Regions from separate parts of the Bicyclus anynana genome. Here region 2 is linked to region 1. The links are chromatin contacts, called in public Hi-C maps. All regions are on one chromosome and are shown on one strand. Each heading gives the region's core, a stretch centred on a gene start, on an enhancer-like site or on the middle of the called end of the contact. The rest is flanking DNA. Distances are from core to core; before and after follow the strand shown. Region 1 holds the start of LOC112058008 (heterogeneous nuclear ribonucleoprotein K). Region 2 overlaps LOC112058008 (heterogeneous nuclear ribonucleoprotein K).

Region 1 (6,897 bases), core at 1,318-3,817:
CATACATACAGCCGAACGTAGAACCTCCTCCTTTTTGGAAGTCGGTTAAAAAAGATATGTGTTGAATTGAGAACCTCCTTTTTTTGAAGTTAGTTGATAATAATTTGTACATTTTATTTTATACTGGCCATTTTTTGGGATTAAAGGTTTTTAATGGTTTTTATTCAGTTACAAAAATAGCTATAAGGTTTGCTTAAATGAGCCGTCATCCATGCAGGAGAGGGGAGACAGAAGAGAGTGAGAGTAGTGTGGACAACAGTACCAACAACAATGAAGGAAGAATATGTCTGCCTTCTCCTCTAATACTCTGTTGCCACACATCTTCAAAGATGAGGACTTATATGATGTTATATTATACAACAAAACTAAAAACTAAAACTGTGGTGGTACAATATCTTACCATGTACAAGGGTTTCCTGTGAGGTACGGTGAAAGCCATACATTTGCTGCATGAATAAGAAAAGCTCCGAGACCTTGTTTTGAAGTGTCATAGAACCAAATCAGCCATGGTCTCCTAGCATAGCGAGGTTCACAGAATCTTTTACCTTAAAAAAAATATAAATATTGTTTATTGATCGCATCAAGTCACAAAGCTGTGACAAATGGATATTGGGGTCGCAAGGTGCTGGATCAATGACTCCCTCCACACTAAATTAAAAGGACCAACATCAATTGGATAACAGGGAGTTGCTGGACACAGCCGAAGAACTCCTTAAAAGAGGTTTATGTACGAAAGTGACCACAAAAACTGTTCATATAGAAGTATATACCTATGCACTACAAGCAATACTAGATAATCCTAACATTATAAGTGTAAATGTACATTTTCCATTATCATTAAATTTTGTGTTATTTTATTGTCAGAGTATGTATTTTATGTATTATTTATAGTACATTAAAGACATACATAAGTTATAAAAAGGACATATCACATTAGTTATCTACTAAGTATTAAAAGCAGTACATACTAATTTTGAACAACAACATTAAAACATATATTACTTAAGAAAAAAAATATCTAATAATATATCAGATTTCAGTGAAAAAACAAATATTGAATATAAATTTTTTTTCTTAAGGAATAAATGTTTTAGTATTGTTGTTCAAAGTTTTGTTGATTGTGTATATGTTACATGTGAATCTGAAACATGGAACAATTGGAGTAGCTTTGGATTGGAGGCTGGGCCAATTGAGGTTTCCTTCATCACTTGCGATTGTAGTCAAAAGCTAACTTGTAATAAAAAACAAAAAATAAAAAATTATAACAACGGTCTTAAGTAAAGTCGCAAACATAAATTAAGTTTTAATATTAAATAGTATTATTTTTTTAATAGTTGTTGTTATAAATATTGTATTCTGTAGTCATTTGTGATAAAAATATAATTTCATTAATTTTTATTGACAATTTTTTTTTATTACTAAGTTGAACCACAGAACTTGGAGTAGCTAGAGCATTAGCAAATGCTGCGCAAGACATTGACAATGACTCAAAGGTTATCCTTTCGCAATGCCTACTTTTCTTACCAATTAGGCATGTAAACGCCAAGACTGCCAAAAGGAATTGCATAAACCAGCCGTAAGTGTCCGTAAGTGCATCTTTAGAGCAATGTGGCTCAGACCAGATGATCGTAGAATAATCGGAGGAGTTATTCATTTTTCATTTCCTCTTCTTCAATATTCAAACGTAATAAATATCGCGCATAATATTTTTTAAACAAATATGAATACAAACGGATCTCTCATATCACTTGCAATACAAAGCTACCATAAGATTACGCATTTCTATCGAAAAATTAAAACTTAATTTAATAAAAAAATTAAAAATATTTCAAAAAGTCTATATTTTGTTAACAACAGTTACAAAAAAGAAATGACACTGACAGAAAACGAAAATGTCATTGAAATCTAAATTCTTTGACATTGACTGACATTTATTTTTTAAACCAGCAGGCTTAACAGCTCAGAGGCCTATTAATTTTGTGCCTACTACAGATGAAAATAAATGTAGAAGCAAATAATAAAATTATAGACATTAATACTGTGTACACACTAGGTTTGCATTTTAGTTTAAGTACATTGTACATCTTTGACCACAATAATTTTTAGGTTCTAACTAAAAATAATAATTAAAAAACGTGTGCGTCTCGGTACGCCAAAAATTGTTTTATGTATGCGTAAGAGAAAAGAAAGTCAGACAGAGTTGCACCATAACGCGCTACGTTACGAAGCGGTACCCTCCCAATTCCCATAGAAAGTTATCACTTCAAAAAGTCCAAAAATTGTATTTCAATAAGAGTTCTTAAAAAGTTTCGTAGGTAAATGAAAAATAATTGAAAATATCAAAGTATTCAATGTATTGTTTGATGTAATTCATTTTCTGTATTAGATATATGCTAGCAAAGAAGAAAAGTAATAAAGATTATTGAATAATATTGACAAAATCGGTGGTTGATAAGTATTTTTTGTTATTCAAGGAAATTCGAAAAATTCGGACGGCAAAGGCATTGAGTAGCGTCGTCCTCGTGTAAGCTAAGCTTTAACCACAATCAAAGTAGCATCTTCTATAATCTATTCTTCTCTGTTTTTCACACTCGTATTGCCGCCATTTTTATTGTTTTATGTATTCTCGTTTTATTTGTAATTTCGAGAAAACTGTTAATAAATAATTCTGCACATTATTATTTAATATCAAAACACCTGTTAAAAAAGAAGCTCACTCGGTAAGTGCTTTTTAAACCTGATATTTTGCATTTGTAGAAATTGTTGTGCACGTCACGTTATTGATTAAATATTGGCCACCGGCTAGCAATTTTTTACTTAAAACCGTCGAAAATCAATCGATTAAAACTTACAAAGGTAATTACTTCGAATTATGTATTGTAATATTACTAAAAAGACGATATTCAAAGTTTTTTTTGGTTATCCTGTGACATTCATTCGATCTTATTTTTTCGTATCCTCACATCTTTTTTTCCCTATATTTAATAACAGTTTCGTTTCAAAGCCTCTTAACTGTTCAATTAACTGACAGTAATATTATAAACAAGGGTATTTGGAATTATGCATTAGAGAAAAGGTTGTAACTTTAGGTATAGGATTTTCTAAATTTTCCACAGCGCTACTGACCATTGACCCGATTATCTGACGTTTCGTTGTAACAAATCAAAAAGTGAGACCCTTATTACCACAATAAACTCAGAACAAGGCTGAATAATGTTACCCATGATGTTTGATAACACTGCAACAGCAAAAGGTTACTTATGTTGTTTTGCAACCTATTAATTAATTTATAAGTAACTAACAAGTATTTAAAGCTACATAATTATGTACGTAATGTACTTAACATAATGTTCCTATTCATATATGTCCAATAAGTCACTTGTATATATATGTTACTGGCAATCTGCATATTCCAGTATATTCTATATAATGCTTAGGCAGTATGGAATACTGGGAGCTCTGGCAATATAGTACATATTTTAAATTGTTTTTTTTTATAAACTGGCTTTGCGGCTCTGGGTTCTAGCTTAGTTCACAACAGTAACTTAAATTGGCACTAGGTTACTTAGAGGGGTGCACTAGGTTTTAAACTAGAGTGTACACAATAAGTAAAAATCAGTAGAATTTGTTCTCCAATACAGGTTCATTATCGGTCCCTCAGGGTACTGGGTAGGCAGCAATGATACTTATAATCTATAGATAGGTAGTTTGTAGTGGTACATGCCACTACAAACAGTGATCCAAATTTAGCTACAACACTGAGTGCTCACATGCACAATTTTGTGTTTAATTCCATTATATATTTATTTATATAAAGTTTTTACACTTCATGCATACACAACTCGACATTGTAGATAATATTTAGGTATTATTTGTTTAAATAACATTTGTTCTTTAAAAAGCGACTAAATGAAATTAAGACAATTATGCACATTTGTCTGTCTCAGTTTTGATGCACTAGTGCCCTCTATTTCTAGTATAAAATATTGTTGGTAGGCAGTGTGTTTTTGCCTCAATGAAGTGCATGCCAGTGCCAACGATCCATCTTTTAGTAAGAATTGTCACCCAGTTCTCTATCCACGGAAATAGGGTGGATTTGCTCATGGTAACATATTATACCCATGCCCTATTACCACAAATGTAATTTTTTTTAAATGGATTAGTGGGCTTTTTTGCAAAAAATATCACACTTCTTTTTGCAAAAAATATCCTTGAGGCAATCTGTATTTTTATACCTTTATATTGAACATTTTTAAAGAGTAAAATATTATTTAATTTGGTCTTTGACTTTGCTAGATGCTCGCAAATAAAAAATAAAAAGAAATAATAAAAATCCTGACTGACTCTCCAACCCAGGCTCCAGTTATTTGTTAAGGTGCGGTAGCCTTTTTGCCAGCTCTTGGAATAATAGCTTAAACAATCTTTAATGGTTTATTGTTACGTTTGTTACTTTGGCAGGACAAAGTTGGTGAGATAGATAATTTTCAATCAGGAAAAATCTGAAATTGAAAAGGCATTTGGTATGAAAATTCTGCTTGAATTTTTTTCTAAAAAATCTGTAAAAATCACCAGCATGGAGTTGGGAAGTGTTGAAAAACTTCAGTGCCTTGAAGAGCACATTATTACAAAATACACATCAAGAAAAGAGAAAAAAATAAAAAAAATAATTACGATACCATAGCATGATGTCATCCTAACAAGGTCTCCACTCATTGTATTGCTGTATCTGAACTTCCATGGAGTATTATAATGATAGTGGTTTAGAACGATTACATTGATAATAGTGGTGTGCACAAAGTTTTTAATTAGGGTAGGCATAATATATACAAATTGTAAAATCCGTTGTCTAATACAGTTTGTAATGAATCCTCATGGTAGACAGTGCATTTTTGCATATTCAAAGGTTACTTACATTCTGTTTGATGCGATGCGTCCGATACGTACGATGCGGATCTGTGGACGCCTACCATTACACACCACTGATCGACGACATACTAAAAAATAAGCTATCTAAAACAGAACCTAAATAACAGTTGCAAAAAGAAGTAACATGGTCAGTTAACAGTATATCTACAATTCTTTATAATTTCAAAAGAAATTAGGAACTAACTGTTGTGTGTAAAGTTTTATTATATTGGTAGCATGCCAGCAATATTTCATTTACACTACAGTAGTTTTAGAGTCATAGTTTGCTTACTAGTAAACTTGTGCTTTTAGCGGAGTGCACATTTAAAGTCCCATGTAAACTACACACCTATTGAATACAAACATCCCATATCCCCTAGTCAGTGCAAGTAGGTATTAGTGACATGAACCTAGTTCAAAAGGAATTCAAAAGTGATCAGGACAAAATCACTCGCTCTCAAAAAACCATCCTCCAGTGTTTTAGTGAGTTCCAAATATGTTATGAGTAGCATTACCCAATTTTTAAAAAAATATCTTTTATAAAAAATCCTCGTAATAAGGCGAATTTGTCACTAGCTTTTGACTAATTAAATAAAGCATTATTGAGTTGCGTAAAATTCAAATATATATTACATATTAACTAACATAAAGGTACGAGGAAAATGTATAAGTTGCATTTATGAAATGTTATACGAACGTAGGTACGGCGTACTTAAGTTAAAGATCCGTTATGGTACGGAATCCATTTTTCATGACACGTAGCAATTGGATTCATGTCTTTATATAATTTTCAGAGACCAAACAGTATTGTATTTTATGGCTTAGTATCCTTGACATTGTTTTATTTATTTGATAATACTTGATGATATTGAGTAAAAATCGTATTTTGTGGTTTATTTTGTAAGATGGTAACTAAGTCACATGATACAGTTGCGTCTAAACCAACGTTAAGAATTAAGCTTTCTCTCTTCTCCGTTTTTTTAATTAAAGAATGAAAAGACATTGTAGTTGCAGCTTTTTTGCGAATCTGAATTTATCAGTGTCACGACAAAAAGCTTCAGCGAATTGTGAATAGGCCAGAAGCAAAGATCGAAGTACAAGCAGTTCTTAAAAAAAGTTAAAACAACCCATAAAAAATAGAATCCAAATAAAGTATTGGCTACTGAATATTTCGGGAAATTCACGCGAATTGACAAGTTTACCTATTTCAATATTAGATAACCTTACTGAAAACGATTTTTTATCCATCGATTATATGTGTTCAGCCTTAAACTCGCAGCCTCCCACGCAATCAATCACGAAGTCAAACATCTGTGAAATCTTTGGAGTAATCTATCTGACGAAGCGTCTAGGAAGGCTTTTAAAAGCGAGCGCTTTCTTCTAAAATAATATTGTATGGCTACATTTTTGCTAACAACTATCTAGGTATATAGGTACAATTTAATGATTCTACCATAAAATGACTTCGCCATCGATACAAAGTGATCGTTATAACTTTGCGTGCGTGCATTATTTATTTGAATCGGTACTGCTTTAACGCTATCTGCCATTTATTATAGTTATAGATACATAGTTTGTATATTACATAATACGGCAACGACATCGCAGGCCACGAGGCCATTACGTGTGGACTATTGGAGAAAAACGTCAATCTAATCGCCGACTCATCCCTTGGCCAGTTGGGTGGTGGGTGTCGATATCGAATGTGGAACGATAATTATCGGTGGTGGTGGGTCGAGTGGTCGCTTTCCCGCGGTTCGACCGTCAACAAACGGTTGCCCGGCAACCGCTCATGACATATGCATGAGAGCGGCACGGACGCCGCTTTAAATATACAAGGACGGACGGGAAAATTACTAGAGAGGCAAATACATATAAGATGTCTCCCGCCCGGCTTCACCGTTAGCGTGTAGAACGCCCCCATTACAATTACCCTCACGAAACGTCCAATGCGCTTCTTACGGTTATTTTTACCGCCTAAAGTCGTTTTGA
Region 2 (6,897 bases), core at 1,847-4,346, 45 kb after region 1:
AAAGACTTTGTACAAAGTTTCTCCTTCCTTAAAGTTGTAATTTCCGAAACTTCTTCCTGAATCTACCAATACGTTCATTAAAATATAACAATCCGTTCATCTTTCTAGTCTGGTTGTGATTGGATGAAGCAGTCAGTAATTACTAATTATGTCAGTCAGTAGTTCCTAATATCATAAAGAGGTAAAGTTTCTGGTATTCTAGTGGGCAATCCCTGGATCTACTTAACTGATTTTGAAATTCGAACGTTTTCTCAGTTGAACGGGATCTACGTGGGTCAAACTGCGGGGCGTAGACTAGTAGATGTATTGACTGACTGATAGATCATTTTAATGCATAACTCTTATGAATGTTCTTCTCCTTGGCAACCTTTAATTCAGATTTCAGTGTGTCTAATAAAAAGGGCTGATAGATTTGTAAAGAGCATTCGTGCGAATGTCACATCACAGAAAAATACGAATTTAGCGAACATTCTATCAAGCGAGCAGATTTGCCTGATCGAATCGAATAGAATTCTCAAGATGTTCGTAGCAATATGCTTCGCTCGGCTCGTTGTTCAGTTCGTAAAATATACAAACGGCGAATGTTCGATGTTCTGTTACAAGTGAATGCTCAAGTCTATCAGCACCTTAATGTATTGCGTAGCTTAAATTGATCGAGGAGTAACTGACGAGGTAGGCGACTAGGGTAATTTAATGAAAGGGTGCTCGAACACGTGTCGGTGGGGTTTCATCGCTCGTCCGCTGGGGCTGAGCACGTGACGCGAGGAAGGTAGTTTTTTTTAAATCAAACCACAGCACTTCCTCTTTCCACACATTACAAGGGCCAGGAGTTGATGAAAGGATGTGTAGACTGTAGAGCACTCGCTAGCGCGTTGCGTCCATTGTTTTTGTTTACGCGTTCGGCTTGTGAACATAAAGAGCTTCACTGTTTCAGGCGTGCGTGCTACTGTTAAGGGCAGTTTCAGTTCTTTGTTTTATTATTAGTTGATAGAACGTGATCTTAAATGGACATCCATCGATTATCACCTCGACACGGGGGCGTCTAGTCCGCCCCTGTAGCCAACTGGCACGACGATTCTCTTTCTATGATCGCAAACGCTTCGAAAACTAGAAAAATGTATGGGAATGACAGATCTTGATCACGTTACCTGTCGATAGCAAATGTCATTCCTATACATTTTTCAAGTTTTTGAAGCGTTTGCGATCGTAAAAAGAAAATCTTTTTGAGAAATATCTTTGTGAGAAATGAATTTGTCAAAGATGAACCTACCAGCAAAGACGTACCGCCAAGCGTTTTAGCGTTCCGCTACGATGTCGTGTGGAACCAAAAGTGGGGTGGATTTTCATCCTACTCCTAACAAGTTAGCCCCCTTTCATGCAAGATTGCATCATCACTTCCCAGCAGGTGAGGTCAAGGGCTAACTTGTAAAGAATGAAAAAAATACACAAATTATTTAGATGTCTTGAATCTTTAGATGAGTCAATACTCTTACTGTGTAGCAATGTTGAACATATTGTTTCGGAGTAAAAATGTATGTAATAACAGCATGTGTGGATATGGATTTCAATGACGGCGGCGTCTGGTAGGATTTTTTTATTTCACAATATATTTTTGTCTATTATTTGTATAATAATATCACTGTTTGTTGCCATAAATAGGTCAACCTAATAAGACATTCAGGAAATCAGTTATGCCAGATACGAGCTTGGTAGGAAACGCATGAATAAATGCAGTTTTATTGAACTGCACAGAGTAATACAAACAAGTTCTGTTTTATTTACTTAAAATAGTAGGTTACATACAATGTACAGATTGGCAGACTGGCTATTTGGTCAGAGAACTAAGAATTTTAGAAAAATTTCTCAGCCTGTTCCGACCATTGAATAAGTACAGGAAAATTGAGCTTTATACTTAATTGCCGGTCTACATCTTCATAACGTGCTATTTCTAAAGATATAATTCCACAGTTGCCAATGGTGTGCACATGATTTATTTCAGGCAAACCAAGGCATGTCACGGATAGAACGTTTAATACTCGTACGTAATGACGCAAGAATTGAGAATCATCACGTAGCGTATGGCCACATTTGGTGGCCATTACAATTGTAATAAAATTCCCGTCAGCGGTGAAGGTGTAATTTGAACCGGTCACATATGTCGCCGTAATTACAGGCGATGTCGCGGTGACACTGGCAATTAGAGGCTCGGGCACGCGAGCCCGCTTCCGTTTCCGACCGAGCCGCCTCGGTAAGGCTTCGCCGCTGCTGGTGAAGCTACTATCGACCCACTAACATAGGCGGTTCATTTAACCCTCGAGAAGTCAGCCTAACCTAAGACAACTACGGTTGTTTGTTTTGAGAACTAATTTTCGCATTATTTGCGGTTTTGAATTACTGAAGACGTTCCATAGGTTTTTTTGGTTTAAAGCAATTTGTGCTAGATTACAAGTTGATGAGCCAGCGAAAGGTTCGTCTCGGCTCTGACAGGGTGAACCTCGAGAAATCAGCCTAATCTAAGACAACATTTACGAGTATGCTTTGTTACAGTTTTATGCTTTGAGAACTAATTTTCGCAATATTTGCAGTTTTGTATTACCAAAAGGTGTTGCACAGATTTTTTGATTTAGAGCTATTTGTGCTAGATTACAAGTTGATGAGAAGAATCAATTGATGGGCCGGCGAATGATTCTTTTCGGCTCTGTCGTCAATAAGTTTGACTGACAACTACGAGTAGCTCCACGGTAAGGTAAGGCTGAAGTTGCCGTGTGGCTCAGTGACTGTTCTGTTCACCCTCGAGAAATTAGTCTAATCAAGACTACAGTTTTATGCTTTGAGAACTATTTTTCGTAATATTTGCAGTTTTATACTACCATTTTCTGATTTGAAGCAATTAATGACTAGAATAATGACTAGGCCGGCTAATGGTTCGTCTCGGCTCTGTCGTCAATATGTTTGACTGACAAGTAGCTTTAAGGGAAGGTAAGGCTGAAGTTGCCGTGTGGCGGTTCAGTGGCGCTGGCGTAGGCGTGGCGCGCGGGGTGGCGCAGCCCTACAAGTGCAGCCTGCGGGGAGGGCGCGGGGCGGGCGGGGTTCAGGTGTTGCACGCCACTCGCCACCGCCGGTGCTCCCGAAGTTATTCCAGCCGCGACCGTCTTCGGAGACGGTCGTCCGCTACCGACCTTTCGATACTTTGATCGCTAGCTCACGACCCGTCGGTTTCCGCGAGTGCTTTTATTACATGGAATCATTTAACATGAACAGTGACTTGTGTAGAAATTTTTTAAATCGCCTATCTATAATGAGGTTGGTTGTGATTTTTTTTTTAAAATAAATTGGAGCATTTGGCACAGTAATCGTTACGTAACGTAATTTTTTTTGTTGGAGTGCCGTGTTCGGTGTCAGTGGCCGAGCTGTTTGTGCGTGTCTGGGCGCGCCACGTGCGCGGATCGATGCGGCCGCGCGTGCGCGCCCGCCGCCCCCAAACGTCACCGCACGGCGGATACACAAAAGCCCTCTCGTATCGCCGATTAATAATTATTTATGCATTAACCGGTTACCCTTACGGTGTATGCGCGTTTAAATTGACTACTCGGAGGCTGAATACGTTTCAGCCGCCCTTTACGTCATTCTTCAACTGGTGAATCATTTATTAACCCTAAAGGTTTCCTCGTGTTCTATGCTAATTCTCTTTGCGTCAGTAATATAGGACGTATGAAATTTTACTGTTGTTTTTACCTGACAACTCTCTGGCTCAAGTGGTATTAGAAAATATTTTTTTATGCTAGCTAGGCTAGATCTAAACCAAAATCACGCTTGATAGAGCGTATAAAATAGATATAATTTAGATTGTAACTTTTGGATATACCTTCTGTCCGCTTCATCCCATTCTATTGTTAGTTGATATTGTACTGTTTCTTTACAATAGTGTAAGTGACGTACAGACAGACATGACAAAGGTACTGCCCGTAGTTGACGTTCAACTGTAGGTTATAATTTTCAATTAGAATAAAGAAATGGAACCTAATAACACAATATGAACCTACAGATTTGTTACTTGGCCCGTGTTGAAAATCCTGACCCTTCAAAGCAGAAAGAACAGACAAAAAAAATTCTTCACTAATAACCAAGTTAAAATATCCCAAAATATTTTCTTAGTTTCTTTCTTTGAGCGACAAAAGGAAACTACGATCCAAAAAGCTTGCTAGCCTTAGTGTAGATTGGACGCTGATAAGTCAGTTAAATCGGTAAGGTATCCTTTTAGTATTCGTATGTACAAAATGTGGATAGTAGTGGCGTGAAAGTCAAGTTAATGACGTCATACATTCGTTAATTAGGAATCGATCAACACTACTAATATTTCTAATCTTTCCGTGTTGCCTGCAGTAAAATTTTATGAGTCACTATAAAGTTTTCCTATAATAAACCCGACGCAATATAGGACCGTTTTTTACGATGTCTTTGCTTTGTAATAAATTGGATGGCAACACCCTTTGGCGCATTGGATTTTTATTTGTTTAGAGACAATCTAATTACAGTTTTTATTTTAGTACCTAATAGTGTCCTCCTTTATAAAAAAATCTATAGGTAAAATATTTTTGCGTTTATTTAATTGTTTGCGTAATTGTTATCATTGGCTTAAAAAATATTTTCTCTGCTATAAAAATAACGGATTAATTCTATTTGAATTTATTAATTTAACTCTTTTGAGTTTCTATTACCAATAATTTTTTCCTTTACTTACTTTAATTTTGTATTAACATAGAAGTACAAATTGTACTTTTAGTAGCTTTTTCAAGCATTTTCTAATGTGAATTTTCACAAACATAAAAAAATGCTTTTAGGAGTATTCTTTTTGGACTATATTATTTAAATCTGCTTACTTACCATCATAATTACGTCTAATTGACGACTAAGTTACTCATTCACCTGCAAACGTTGTTTTCTATTTTTAAATTTAAAACAGAACATTTTTCCTGGATTATGGTAACCTACCTGATATTTTTTTGTACATCTGACAATATGTGGTATACCGATCTGGAGCCATTGGAATCTGTTATAAAAAAATTAACTCATAATCAGCGACCATAAAACGTCCTCACTAAATGAGTGCCAAAAGCAACTTTTGTTGACTTTTCAAGTAATCGCATTGCAAAACATGTTAGCCCTCCTAAGGTTGATTCTGCTGTGAATTAATTATGAATTTGAAGCTTTAATTATGAACTTTTAATTTTCTTTAACTATCCTAAAACAGAAAAAAATATATATATTGCATGCCGATCGGGCTTGATACAGAACAGATTATATTTATTTGGATTTGGAAGGATTGGATATTTGATATTTGCCAAAACACAAAATGTGGACAGCTTTTAAGTGAACATTTCTATATCTCAATTTTTAATAACATCTCGATGACTGGAATAATATTCTGTAACAATGGTTTATAACTCGACAGTGTGAATATCGAATTTGTCTATATCTCTCTACACGATAGACAGAGATAGCGATGAATTCGAAACTCGCACTGTCGAGTTATAAAAAATATCATTACAGAGAAGCGCTACTGTTGAAGTTGAAACGTGAAAGAGTTAACAAACAAACAAACAAAGATTTTCATTAGTTACAGTATTATTACAGACAGTCATATAAAAAAAGACTAAATCACTGTAGAAAATAAGTTAAGAATCAAAAAATATTTTCCTCTTTAACAAAACGAAGCTATTGATTTTAAAGAGGGCTGAACTAAAGTTACAAAGATTGAGTGCTAAATATAAATAAAAAAGTTTAAAATATTTTGGAGTGGAATTTGACTCTTTTGATGGTGCATTATCTTTCAGTATGTTTAAATGAATGGATAGCTAAATTACTTAAATCATAATAGATAGATCAAAGAGATCGTATGGACAAAATGGCAATTTTTAAATTACTTAAAAAATAAGTTATTTACTAAAACAATAGAAAACTAAAAGTTACAAATAACTAGCTGTGTCCGATGGTTTCACCTGCGCAGGTTCTGTTTTATGGAAATATCGGGCTTATCCCGTAGTAGCTTATTTATACACATACGATTATTTCTAACTAAATATTTTTCCCAGATCCATATAACCGTTCTGGAGTTATAAATTATGTAATTAACCCGACTTGTGTATTTATATAACTAAGTATACAGAGCAGTGGATGTCAGCGAATTCATCCGTGATAATATCTTTAAAATCATCCCGTTATTACCCATTACTTTTTAATATTACTTCAATTTAGAAAGTTACACCATTATATGCAATTTTTGCTTATACAGCTGAAACTGACCGAATTCTGTGGATAGCTCGAAAACTTTCGACTGGTTTGTTGAACCTATGTTCTGTTGTCACACAGAAAACCGGCGCCCGACTGAAGATCTTCTCGAACCCGGCGCCGCAGAGTCTGGAGCGCGTGGTGCAGCTGGTGGGCAAGGCGGACTGCGTCGCGGCCGGCGTACGGGAAGTGCTTAACCTCATCCGACAGGTAACTCATCACCATCGTCATCATCATCATCATCATCATCATCATCATCATCATCATCATCATCATCATCATCATCATCAACTTCATATTCATCGTCATCGTCATTATCATCACCATCATCATCTTCATTGTCATCGTTATCGTTATCGTCATCGTCATCATCATCACCATCATCATCACCATTGTCGTCATCGTTATCATCATCATCGTCATCGTCACCATCACCATTACCAGTGTCGTCATCGTCATCTTCATCATCATCATCATCGTCACCATCATCAACACCCTAATTTCTAAGCTATATTCGTATAACTAGTTCGTAATAAGTAACTCCGGTAGTCTTGTCACACCCTTATTGCCAACCCCAAGGTCGCAAACAATGGTGTCATTTTTGTCTAT

What was found. Hi-C and Micro-C count contacts between places; a contact is called where the count stands out from the background.
Region 2: a Hi-C map of whole larva shows a contact between it and region 1, with 4 times the contacts expected there. The contact joins the enhancer-like site here to the promoter of LOC112058008 in region 1. A contact is called at or near these places in 2 of 2 Hi-C or Micro-C datasets (whole body and whole larva).

Annotation. Positions count from the first base shown.
Region 1 is chr20:10,407,388-10,414,284 of ilBicAnyn1.1, forward strand. LOC112058008 (heterogeneous nuclear ribonucleoprotein K) reads left to right here and starts at 2,568. Exons shown (of 12, transcript XM_024098655.2): 1 at 2,568-2,720. LOC112058023 (store-operated calcium entry regulator STIMATE) reads right to left here and starts at 1,878. Exons shown (of 6, transcript XM_024098681.2): 1 at 1,525-1,878; 2 at 401-545. The coding sequence starts at 1,654.
Region 2 is chr20:10,451,950-10,458,846 of ilBicAnyn1.1, forward strand. It overlaps LOC112058008 (heterogeneous nuclear ribonucleoprotein K), which reads left to right. Exons shown (of 12, transcript XM_024098655.2): 8 at 6,370-6,498. Among protein-coding and RNA genes, the nearest start is that of LOC112058024, 17 kb to the right of the region's middle. Within about 2 kb of position 3,097, at least 8 of the 8 cell types and tissues checked have open chromatin away from gene starts, as enhancers often do.